Linked DNA regions of Sus scrofa: regions 2 and 3 are each linked to region 1. A link is a contact called in public promoter capture Hi-C data. All regions are on one chromosome and are shown on one strand. Each heading gives the region's core, a stretch centred on a gene start, on an enhancer-like site or on the middle of the called end of the contact. The rest is flanking DNA. Distances are from core to core; before and after follow the strand shown.

Region 1 (4,319 bases), core at 454-2,953:
TGAAAGCTAACCAAAACTTCCAAACTTGACTGAATCTGAGAAAAATATTTAGGTACCTCGAAATCTTCATATTTCATATGCCAAACCAAAACAAGTTAACTGAAGCACAAAACTTCAACACACAAACTAATTGCTACTTCTGTTCCTTGGGTAACAGATGCCTGGGGAAGATGATCAGGTACTCCAAATTTTTCCTATAAACTAAACAGCATTAGTTCTTTTTAAGTCAACGACTGAGTTTTACAGGCTCCAAGAAAGAAAAAGTTGAACCATAGTTTTCTAAAAACCTCAAACACACGTTCATCTTCTTCTGCACAACACCTCTGAGGCAAGAACCTCACTCTCCAATAAAATGAAAGATTAGAAAGTTGAGCTTCATTCATCATTAAAAGTGAATTATAGCAATTGCATATAAACTACAAGTTGTCGAGAGACAAGTGTGCCATCTGCACTATAACCCTGCTTTGTGATAATTCTGAGAAAGTGACATTTCTGAGACAAGTATAACCTGTTACTACTGTCATCAGCAAGATTTTATAAGAATATGTCTCAAAGTGTCTTAGCTTTGTGGGTGCAAATCCAAAAGGAAGATATTTCACTTGCAAGTCTTGTGACACTGAGAACAGAAAATTCACAACCTCCCTCACCAGACAGCTCCAAATACTCAAATTACTCTCTCCTTTGCTAAGTCCTCAGTAAGCAGTATCTTCAGAGACACTTAGTCTTTGTCCAACACTGCATGTATACATGCACCAGGACAACAAGGAATAGAGAACACACAGATACATTCTTTGCAAAGTGTACTTAGTTCTCTGCAGAATGCCTATGTCCAGACTTATGAAGTCCAGTCAGCAGTTCTCAAAGTGTGGTCGGTGGGCCACCTGCATTACAACCAACCTGGGTAGCTGGTTAAAATGAACATACTCAGGCTCTACTTCAGAATCTAAGACTCAAAAGGTCTTAGGTAGGACCCTAAGATGAGTATTCATTAACAACCTCCCCAGGTGTCCCCACAGGACACTAAAGTTTGAGAACCACAGCTCAGGGTTCAAGCTGGGAGTAAGCATTTGTTTCCCTCCACACACCTGGTTTAGATTTCGAAATCTCAAAATGCCACTCGCGTCCTTGAAACTGGGGGCTCTTTCCCACCCCCGGAGTCAAACGCACTACCCCACTGCCCACCAGGAAGCGAGGGAGGAGCTTCCGACCTTTCCCGGAAACCTAACTCCCCCGGGTGCACAAACGAAGCTTCCCCAGACCCCCGAGATACTGCCAAATAGTGGGGGAGGGGTGGCTGAGGCCCCGCCGCCCGGAGAGGGAGGAGCCGGCCAGCCAGCTCGCCCCTCCGCAGGAATTTGGGGGGGGGGGAAGCGTGCAGAAAAAGGCGCCACATCCGACCCGGCGGGGGACCTCTCCCCACCGAACGCCTTGGGGGGGGACTGTCCCGTTCCCGAGTGGCCCGCCCCCTCCTGCGGTGGGCAGGGCTTTCACCCCTCCCCCTCCCGGTGGGGGGGTGCCCGCCCAACCCACCCTCCACACGCCCCCCCACCAAGCCCCCCTCTGCCGCCCGCCTCACCAGGCGCGCGGCCTCGGCCCACGTGCGCTCCTTCTTCCTCTTCTGTTTGTCCTTCATCCTCCTCCTCCCCGGCGGCGGCGGCGGCGGCGGCGGCTCCACGCGGGACCTCCGGGCGGGGTGGGCTAGGGCGGCGGCGGCGGCGCGGGGCTGGGGCGGCGGCGGCGGCGGCGGCGGCGGCGGCAGCAGCAGCGGGGGGCGCGTGGCGGCGGCGGCGCGCGAGGACTCGGGTGCGGCCGGGGAGAAGGGGCGGGCGCGCTGGGGACCGGCTGGCGCGAGACCCGGCGCGAGGACGGCGGTGGGGGAGGGGTGGCGGCTCCACGCGCCCGCGCTGCGTCAGTCGCCCGCGGCGGCGGTGGCGGTGGAGGCGGCGGCAGCAGTGGCCCCGCGATCGCTAAGGAATGCGGCGGCACCGCATAACCATGGGGTCAGAGGTCACAGCTCTGGCCTCCGCTTTCCCGCTCTGCTGAGGGGCCAAGACTAGACTGGCGGCGGGGCAGGAAGGCGAGACGCGGCTTTCCCTTCGGCGCCAGGGTATATGCGTGTCTGCTGTGGGTGTGTGTGAGTGTGTGTGAAGAGTGAGGAGGGGGACTGTGGGGTTTTTTTTTTTTTTTTTTTTTTGAACAAAAACAAACCGAAAAGGTGGCTGGGAGTCGTAGTCCAGGCTGCCTGTCTGGCCTCTCCCGCTCCGGAAGAATATGGCTGCTTGCAACCTTCGGACCACACTTCCCGGCGATCCCAGCGGCCCGTCTTTTCCGCCCTCCCCTCCTTTCCTCCGCCCCGCGCAGAGCTCGGTGAGGAAGGGGGAAAGACAGTCTTTCGGGGAAGGGGCTGGGTGGAGTCTCGCGAGGTGCGGGAACTGGATGGGGGCCTGAAGCATTATGGGAGGTAATGCTGGGAAGGGGCGGTGGCTGGATCCCCACCACACCACCTCCACCGTGCTAGGTTTAACCCCTTCTGCGCTTCTCTCTTGCGGGCCGTCGCGCTGTTAAGGGTGGGGATTGACAACTGGTAGCTCAACCCCCACCCCCCACTTAGTGCCTTTCTCCGCCTAAGCGATTCTCACGGACACTTCTTGTAGGTGACAAGTGACAGGACTTTCCCTTTTGGTCCTCCGCTAAATGACTCACTGCCGCATAATAATGAGACAAAAAGAAACTCATACCAGTAAAACGGTTATTTCATGATTGAGGGACCTAGACAGTTTCCCATTTCCTCCTGTGCTTTCATGCCGCTTTGTGTTTGCAGAAGCTGTATTTGCAGAAGCTGCACCCCAGCCCACAGTGTTCTTACCACCTAGTGAACTTGGTGATATGGGTGGTGTAAAGAACTTGGACTTAGGGGCCATACTTTCCAGAATGCACCTGAGGCCTTTTTTGAGGCAGTACCCTGGAGAGAACACAGAACCTGGGGTCAAACGGACCTAGACCAGCCAGTCCAGGTTATCAGCGTAATACCTAACAGCATTATTGAGATTAAAATCAACATAAAACACCTGGCATGTTGGAAGAGGGTGTGAATGGGTATATATAATTTGGCTCCTGGCATAGAGCTAGTGTTTAATAGGTACCGGGCTGAGAGGCAATGGGCAATGTATTTACCCTCTCTGAGCCTTGGTTGCAGAGCACGAAATGAAATGAGATTCAGAGTACCCAACACATAGGTTTTCTGTGCCTGGTTGTTGAATCAGCCAATATCCAGAAACATTCCTAGAATCAGCCTTAAATTGGATAATGGCCAGTTCTTTAAAATTAGGGAGGAAGGGTCAGTGGCCATATTTGAAAGTTTTTCCCTCTGAGGAAGCACACTCTTCACTCCCTGAGGTCAGCACACGGGAGAGCCAATGCTTAGGGAAGACCAACACCATGCTGCCCAAGCCTAACAAGGAGTTCAGTGCTCCTGCTTGCTTGCTTGCTTTTTATGGAAGTTCCCAGGCTAGGGGTCAAATGGGAGTTGTAGCTGCCAGCCTACACCACAGCCACAGCAATTTGGGATCCAAGCCAAGTCTGCAGTCTATACCACAGCTCACATCAATGCTGGATCCTTAACCCACTGAGCGAGGCACGGGATCAAACCCACATCCTCACGGATACTAGTCAAATTCGTTATCGCTGAGCCCCAACAGGAACTCCAGTGCTCCTGTTTCTAATGCACATCACACAAGACTTTGGTGTCCAATAAACAAAATCCTGCACAGTAAATCGACGGTAGACGGTGAAATAAGGTGCTTTAAAATCTTCTGTCCCCTTCTAACTTCACTCCAACAGAGGGAAAGGAAGAATCCCACCTCCACAACCCAAAAATTGTCTGACCTGATTTTTTTTTTTTTTTTTTTTTTTTTTTTGTCTTTTCGAGGGTCACTTCCCGCGGCATATGGAGGTTCCCAGGCTAGGGGTCGAATTGGAGCTGTAGCCACCGCCCTACACCAGAGCCACAGCAAATTGGGATCCGAGCCGTGTCTGCAACCTACACCACAGCTCATGGCAACGCTGGATCGTTAACCCACTGAGCAAGGCCAGGGATCGAACCCCACAACCTCATGGTTCCTAGTCGGATTCGTTAGCCACTGTGCCACAACGGGAACTCCTGACCTGATTTCTTTTAATGTTGGTTATTGTTGTTTAATCTGCAGCTGCCACAGTAACCTTTGACAAGTCATTTGGCTTGATTCAAAATGTTTTCTTCTTGAGTAGCTTCATCCTCCTCTGACCTCCAAGGAGTAGAGGAGATTCACTCTAAAACTTAC
Region 2 (3,918 bases), core at 543-3,042, 130 kb after region 1:
CCTTTGCTCTTGCTGTTCCATCAGCCAGGAGTGCCCTTCCACCGCTCTTGCCTCTCACTTACACTCCAATGCCTCACTCACTGGGATGCCTTTCACTACCCCTCTGCCGAATTCAGTCTCCCTCCTCTGCCTCCCACCTTTGATCTGAGTTACTTATGGCTTTCCACTCTTCCTAGAATGTCTTTTCACACTTCCTGGCCTTCTGCTGTTTCCTCAGCCTCTGAATGCCTCAGGGGTAAGGACCCTGTCTGATTCTTTGCATTATACCCAGTATGACATCCATTCATTCATTCCACAAATGTTGACCAGCTCCAATCCAAGTCAGGTGCTCTGCTAGGTGTTGCTGAGATACAGGCGTGAGCACGGACAAGGTCTCTCCCTTCAAGGCCTTCACAGTCCAGCCAGGGGGACATTAAACATATAGTGATAAGGAGTTCCCGTTGTGGCTCAGTGGTTAACGAATCTGGCTAGGAACCATGAGGTTGAGTCCCTGGCCTCAAATCAGTGGGTTAAGGATCCGGCATTGCCACGTGCTGTGGTGTAGGTCACAGCTGTGGCTTGGATCTGGTGTTGCTGTGGCCATGACGTAGGCCAGCAGCTACAGCTCCAATTGGACCCCTAACCTGGGAACCTCCATATGTCACAGGTGCGGCCCTAGAAAAGACAAAAAACAAAAACATACAGTGATAAATTTTGATACATTCAAAAAATAAATTAAAAAAAAAGATACATCCAAAATAAAATTTAAAACGTTTGGTGATAGAGAACAATTTGGAGAAGGTTATTTGGGTTGAGGTCAGTGAAGTGCTTTCTGGTGACATTTAAGCTCTGGCTGAGGATGGGGAGGAGCTGGTCTGGCAGAAGGCAAGAAGAGGGTGTTCCAGGCAGAGGGACTAGCATAGGCAATAGCAGAAGCTGCAGGATCCAAGCATGTGTAAGGAACAGAAGGGATAACTGTGCCTACAGCTGGAGAATCTGGGAAGAGTGTGGTGGAGATAACGGGCAGAGGGCCAAATCTTCATGGTCAGGAGTCTGGAGGATGTTAGGAAGGAATGATTTTAACAATAAAAATCCACCATCCCACTTAAACTGCAGCCCTCAATCAGCCTTTAGATTCTTCCTTACCCTGCTCTATTTTATTTTCCCATAGCGCTCATCCTCTCCTAAGATACTGTGTAGTTACTTATTTTTTATGTTTTCCTTTTATGGTCTGTCTTTCTCAACTAAAACGAAGGCTTTTCAAGGGCATGGAGCTTTGCCTTATCACCACCGTATTCCCAGAGCAGAGAATAGGGCTGGGCACAGAGGAGGCGCCCTGTGAATATTTGTTGAATGAATGAAAGAATCGCCCAGAGGAGCGTTGCATCAGTGACAACAAGTCCTGCCCCACTACATTTAGTGGACTGGGCTGGCTTAGACCTCGAGCCAAGACACTTAAACTCTCCTGGCCTCAGTATTCTCATCTGCCAAATGGAAGCTTGGACAAAGAGGGCCCTCAGTGCCCTGGCAACTAGGGCAGAGAGGCAAGAAGCAGGCCCTGCCCCTCGCTGGGGTCTTTTCTCGGACATGCCAAGGCGTCTCTTGGGTGCCTCAGAGGAGCGGCTTCTCCTCTCTGGGCCTCAGTTTCCCCATCTGAGCAGAGGGCTCAGGAGGCCTTACCCATGCATGGGCAGTAGAGCAGATAACCGGCCGGGTCCCAGGAGACCGCAGGCAGCCCCGGGAGCGGCAGAAGTAGCAGCAGGAGAGACACAAGTGGCGGCAGGGGCGACGATGCCCACGCGGCGGCGCCCATATCTGCTCCGGAGCCCGAGCACGCAACGGCGCGGAGGCGGGGAGTGAAGGAGGGGCGCGAGCGTCCGCCCCGCTCCCGGCGGTCTGCGCGCGCCGCCCGCGCACCGCCCCGGCCGCTCTAGCCGGCGGGCGGGCGGGACCATAGAGAGCCCGCGGCACCGCCCCCTCCCCTGCCCGAGCTCCCGCTCGCGCGGCTCCCACAATGCACCGCACAATGGCCCGACCGCCGCCACTACCGGGGCCTGAGCGGGCCTGGCGGAGCCCGAGCGCGGCCCGGCCCGCAGCGCGGGGCCCCGAGCGCGGTGAGTGCCGACGAGGGCCCCGGGGGACGGCGGGGAGCGGGGCGGGAGGCCGTCTTGTTGCGCCCGCGCTCCCCGCTCCCAGAGCGGCGGCGCCCCTCATCGCGGGCCCCTCAGCGCGGTCGCCCACACCCCCGACCGGAGGTCCCCTTTGCTCCAGCGCGGACCCAGATAGGCCCCAGGGAGACAAAAACTCTCCCTGGACCCGATATCCGGGTCTGGGGTACCCGAAGAAACCCTCTGCCCCCCTCCTTTCCGAGACCTGGAGATGTAGCCCTGGGGGGGTCACCCACTCCCGACCCCCAGGCTCCCTGGAGACCCAGATAACGCGCTGCTGACCTTACTAGGAACTCGGGTCTGGGGGACGCAGATAAGCTGCACCTGCTCCCTCCCTTTAGACACGCCTACCCGGACCCACATAACCCCCTTTCCTGCTCCAAATAGTGCGCTCTTTCCCTTCTGTTCTATTCCCCGCAACCACATAGCCCTTTTTGAGCCTTTTCCCAAATATTTGGTTCTGGGAAACCCACATGAGCCCTATGCAGAAACCCCTTCTCGAGGGTCGTAACCCCCAAGCCCTAGACAGCTTACACCCAGTACCATTTTGAGTCTTGAAATTCAGGGAATTCGCTTTTAGCCCCTTTAACCTACCAGCCCTTGGTAATCCGCCCTGCTCCCTCCACACCGTCTCTTTCTTTGCGGGTCGGTGGGTTCCTCTTAGGGACCCAGATAACTTGCTCCTCCCTACCTCTCATCCCTGAAACCCGAATTTCTGTCCCTGGCCTGGCAGCCGTCCACCCCCAGCCCTCCCAGCTAAGGCGTTTAACATGCCTGCCCGCAGTATGGTGGTCTAGAAACTGCCCAGGAGCCAGGGGGTTCCCTGCAAATTCTGTCCCAGGCTGTGGCCCCAGCTGGGTGGGGGAAAGGGACCTGTAAGCTGCAAGATAAGGGGACCTCAGGTGTGGGGAGTTGTTGATGTTTTCACCTACAAGTGTACCTGTTTGCTGGCTTGTGTGTATTCCCACCTGTCTGCCTGGGACTCTGAAATAGTCTGGCCTGGGGTTTCTAACCCTACCCCCCAAGGTGAGGCCTCCAGGTTGGGGTGGGAAGTCTAATCAGGTTTCCCCATTCCTGAAAATGGGGCTGTAGTGAGTTGCAGCCATTTGCTCAAGGCCTTCTCAGGAGTGGGAGGCAGCGGGAATCAGAGGAAACAGTGAATCAAAGAGACTCCAAAGAGGGCCCATCTACACTGACAGAAGAACTAGCAGCCCGAGAGTAAATCCAACCCCTGTTAATCCTGTTTGATGTCTCTTGGAATGATGCAAGTCATTGAGACACTCCAGCCTCCCTGTAATTTAATTCTCCCACCACTCTGGAGTGTGTGTGTGTGAGTGAGTAAGTGAGTGGGGCAGCTATTCCCATTCGCCTTTTTCCTTCTCACTGTTTTCCAGCCAGTCAGTGTGTCTTTGGGATTTGTTTCTAATGCCCAGGTCAGGACCTGTTTTTTTAATCTCTTAAGTCTATTTATAATTTCCCACTTGCTGTTTTGAGTTCTGCTTAAGGGAAGATTCTGTCCACCCCAAGGAAAGTTCCTGGGTGTGTTTCCTCCTCGGCAGGTGTTGAATTGAGTTCTTCAGATCCCCAAGTAGCTCTTGGGCAGGAGGGATAAAAGCTATTTTAGGGTAGTCACTGAAGTGGAGCTGTTAATCCTCTGTGTGTCTCTCTAGTTAAGAACACTTAGAGATTAACCCTTTCCTTGCTGCAGGGGGGCTATTTCTCAACAGTTTAGGGGTGGTTTGGGAGAATTCAACTGTGGCAGCGGAAGGTG
Region 3 (3,829 bases), core at 1,025-3,524, 220 kb after region 1:
CACTTCACTTTGCTGTCTTCATAGCACTTACCACTATCTGACATTACCTTGCTGGTTTATTTGTTTAGTTACTCACTGACTGTCTGCAGACTAGAAAAGCTCAAGGGTAGGGACCTTGACCCTCTAATTTACCAGTACATCCCTAGGTCTTGGCACAGAGCAGGCACTCAAATATTTGTTGATTAAATAAACGAGTACCAGAAATACGTATCGCTAACTTATTACCTCTTAAAAACTTTTGAACAGGGCAAGAATTTCCCAGTGCAATGCTGTAAATGTCACTTTATTGAACTTTTTCCCTATGGCAAAAGAGGGTGTGACTTTCCTGTTAAGTTCTTACACCATCCTTGTCCAGAATGTGGTCCAGGAAAAAAAATGGGTTTCAACATGCCACTTTTGGGGTCTTTCCCCACTGTGATAACAGACTGAAGTCTAAAACCACAGCAAGGCTATTAAGTCTTCTGGCTGACCCCTGAGGTTCTAAATAATGAATCCCTCATTAAATAAAAAAAAGATAATTTATCAGTTGGTTAGCTGGAGGGGAACTTGTTATCAGCTGATAACCTACACCTGTTTGGAGAAAATCAAACCAAAGAATTAAAAAAGAATTTTCCTTTGCTAAAGTCAAATGTCCTTTGCAAGCACTCACAGGATGAAATTACCTGCTGAGGAAGCAACATACAGGCACACCTAGAAAACTAGTTTGGACTAAGTGACTTCAGTTTTGGTTCTGGTTTCTTTCCTTCTTTTTTTTTTTTTTTTTTTTTTTGCTTTTTTAGGGCCACACTTGCGGCATATGGAAGTTCCCAGGCTAGGGGTCAAATCGGAGCTGCAGCTACCGGCCTACACCACAGCAACTCAGGAGCTGAGCCAAGTCTGCGACCGGATCCCTGACCCACTGAGCAAGGCCAGGGATCGAACCCGCATCCTGATGGATACTAGTCAGATTCGTTTCCACTGTGCCATAATGGGAACTCCCTAGTTCTGGTTTCTTGACAAACAGAACATCAGCCGAGTTTCTGTAAGGAGACTGGGCTAGTCCTTCATAGATCTACTTCCAGCGTTCTGCACCAGGAGCCAGCAAGTCCTGACCCACTTTCCTTGTACAGCTTGTCCATACACCCTTATCCTCACACAGGCTTCATCCTAATGAGCTGTGTGGCCCTGTAGGAGCATAGGTAGGTGATGGAGCCACGCGGGGCTGGTATAGTGCTTTTCAAAACAAAATTACAGACCATCATAATCACTGGAGTCTTATAAAAGTGCAGATTCCTGGGCATCACCTAGCCTTACGAATTAGAATCTTTGGAAACTGCATTTTTAACAAGTCTCCCCCATCACCCCTCCCCCCCCCGCCGCCCAGTCTTACGCACAGTAAAGTTGAGAACCAGTGGGATAAAAGCTCCCCAGGAGAGAGGCAGGGAGTTGAGAAAAGGCAGGATAAATGATTAGGGATGGATGTGGGGATGGAGAATGCATGGGGGGCGGGTAAAAGCATGCTTCGGGGCACTGGCAGGCGTTACAGGTGCGCGGTGGGAACAGTCGAGGGTAGTAGTGAGGACATGGCTTGGGCTGGGAGGCTGGACAGAAGTGAGGTCGCATCCGCGTACTAGTCAGGATAGTGGAGAGGCGGAGTGGCGGAGAGAGCGGGGTTTGGACGTGAGAAGGAGCGAAGGTGGAAATAATGGGGGGCTCTTCAGAAGGGACAGGGCTGGGATGTGAAAATTGGAAAGTGGAGGTCATAATGGAAGGGACCAAAGTCAGAATAAGAACTGGCGGAGGGTGCAGCCAAGACCTTTCCTCCGACCCTGTGCCTCCCCCAAAACTTCGGGCCTTGACAGGCCTGAGTGCAGGGCAAAGGCCGGGGCAAGGGGCGGAGTTTATGGATAAACGAGTCCAATCAGGAATGTCTCTCAGGCCTGAGCTAGGGGTCGTGGAGATGGATCAGACCAGGAATAGGACACCAGAGGGTCCTGGGATCCCCGGAGGGCCCCGCTCCTTCTCCGGCTCCCAGAGTCTCCTTCACTCACCATCCCCGCCGCCATCTTGGATCCACGTGTCGCCGTAATGACGTCAGCGGAAGTGGTGTTTCCTTGGTTACGGAGTTGAACTCCTTGAGGTGCTGCCTGGCTTCAGTCGCTCCTGTGGTCACGGTGAGTGGAGGCACGAAGGAGGCTTAGTTCCTGATCGGTAGCCTGGTCTGGGCAATCAGGTCGCTGATTAGGTGAAAAGAGAGGATGGTGTAACTATGGGGACCATATTAACTTCTGGCAGAACCTGCTCCTCCCCCTCCTGCCACTGCATTGTGGGTAATGGCGGTGTGCGTAAACGCGCTTGTTCTGTGGGCTCCATCTTTACTATTGGCAGGGAGACCCTTTGCCAGGGTTACCTGAGGTTCCCCACTGGGTCGGTACCAGGGCTCTATTAACCGAATAATTTGTAATTATGTTTTTAATTATTTGCTTGAATATTCTATATCCTCTCCAATAGATTATAATCCCTCTGTGGGTAAGATGCTGTCTTTAACCTCACTGCCTCATTCGTATCTGTGAAATGGAGAGGGGATTATTATAATACCTTCATTATAGACTTACGGTAAGGATCCAGTGACATAATGTTATGTAGTATTATTCAATAACTAATTGTCATTATACCGTTTTTTTTGTTTGTTTGTTTTTGTTTGTTTTTTTTTTTGGCCGCACCCACTGCCTATGGAAGTTCCTGGGGCTAGGGATCAAACACACTTGATAGCAGCAATCTGAGCCACAATGATAAAGCCGAATCCTTAACCTGCTGAGACACCAGGGAACTCCTCATTATACTCTTATGTATACTCCTTTGAGCATATGGTGGATGCCAATGAATGAAGGAAAAACAGCATAGTTAGTGAAGGAAGACTATATATAATACACACACACACACACACACACACACACACATACTTTTTTTTTTCTTTTTTTTTTTGGCTGCTCTGCAGCATATGAAGTTCCTCTGCTAGGGGTCAGCTCTGAGCTGCCAGATTCTTTAACCCACTGTGCCAGGCCAGGGATCAAACCTGCCTCCTGACACTGCAGACTCTGATGATTCAGTTGTGCCACAGCAGGAATTCCAGGGGAAGACATTTTTGAATGTGGATTTCACCATGTGCTAGCTACCTAAGCGTATGACTCAAGGCAGGTCACTCAACCTTCCTAAGCCTCAGTTTCCAGTATCTGGAAAAGGGAACCCAAAGAGTTGTGGTGTTATCATTGGTCCATGTATCACTGTGAAGTGGATATAGTACCTGTGCTATCTGTAACTGTTAGGGGAAGTTGTTAAAATAATAATGGTTAATAATAATCACTTACTGAACATTTGCTGTGTGCTACAGTGTTTGGCATTATGCAAAAACTATTCGTAAGACTCTAGTCTAATCCTACCTTTTGGTAGGGGGTCAATTGAACTTTGATTCCCCACCTATGAGCATGACTGTGGTGGATTGTGGGCAAAGACGGCTGCCAATAAGCCCTCTCATCTTTGCATGAGGATGCTGTTTCTCCCATCAAGGAGTAAGCTATTTCTCCTCCTTTTGAATCTGGCTGGTCTTATCACTTGCTTTAACCCATAGAATGTTGTATAAATGACCCTGCCAATTCTGAGTCTAAGCCTGAAGAGACTTGGCAGCTTTTGCTTCTATTATCTTGGGTCTAAAGATGTCTGGCTACCCAGCTGGAGAGCCACATGGAGGAGGGAGGCCCAGCTAACTCCTCAAGATACTCTAGATTCCAGCTGAGCACTAGAATGTAAATGAAATCATCACAGACATTCTAACCCTAGCTGAACTGCCAGC

Evidence for each region. Promoter capture Hi-C pulls out the DNA fragments that hold promoters and counts their contacts.
Region 2: a promoter capture Hi-C map of fetal liver shows a contact between it and region 1, with 5 times the contacts expected there. The contact joins the promoter of POFUT1 here to the promoter of ASXL1 in region 1. A contact is called at or near these places in 2 of 5 promoter capture datasets (fetal liver and liver), 3 of 47 Hi-C or Micro-C datasets (epiblast stem cells, fetal liver and heart right ventricle) and 2 of 2 datasets of contacts at active chromatin or transcription factors (alveolar macrophages and skeletal muscle).
Region 3: a contact with region 1 is called in a promoter capture Hi-C map of liver, with 4 times the contacts expected there. The contact joins the promoter of TM9SF4 here to the promoter of ASXL1 in region 1. A contact is called at or near these places in 2 of 5 promoter capture datasets (fetal liver and liver), 3 of 47 Hi-C or Micro-C datasets (heart right ventricle and liver) and 1 of 2 datasets of contacts at active chromatin or transcription factors (alveolar macrophages).

The regions. Positions count from the first base shown.
Region 1 is chr17:35,983,362-35,987,680 of Sscrofa11.1, reverse strand. ASXL1 (putative Polycomb group protein ASXL1) reads right to left here and starts at 1,703. Exons shown (of 12, transcript XM_021077427.1): 1 at 1,577-1,703. The coding sequence starts at 1,633.
Region 2 is chr17:35,854,542-35,858,459 of Sscrofa11.1, reverse strand. It overlaps POFUT1 (protein O-fucosyltransferase 1), which reads right to left and starts at 1,792. Exons shown (of 7, transcript NM_001129952.1): 1 at 1,660-1,792. The coding sequence starts at 1,792. It overlaps PLAGL2 (zinc finger protein PLAGL2), which reads left to right and starts at 1,896. Exons shown (of 3, transcript XM_003359941.5): 1 at 1,896-2,093.
Region 3 is chr17:35,763,548-35,767,376 of Sscrofa11.1, reverse strand. It overlaps TM9SF4 (transmembrane 9 superfamily member 4), which reads right to left and starts at 2,274. Exons shown (of 18, transcript XM_005672825.3): 1 at 2,031-2,274. The coding sequence starts at 2,045.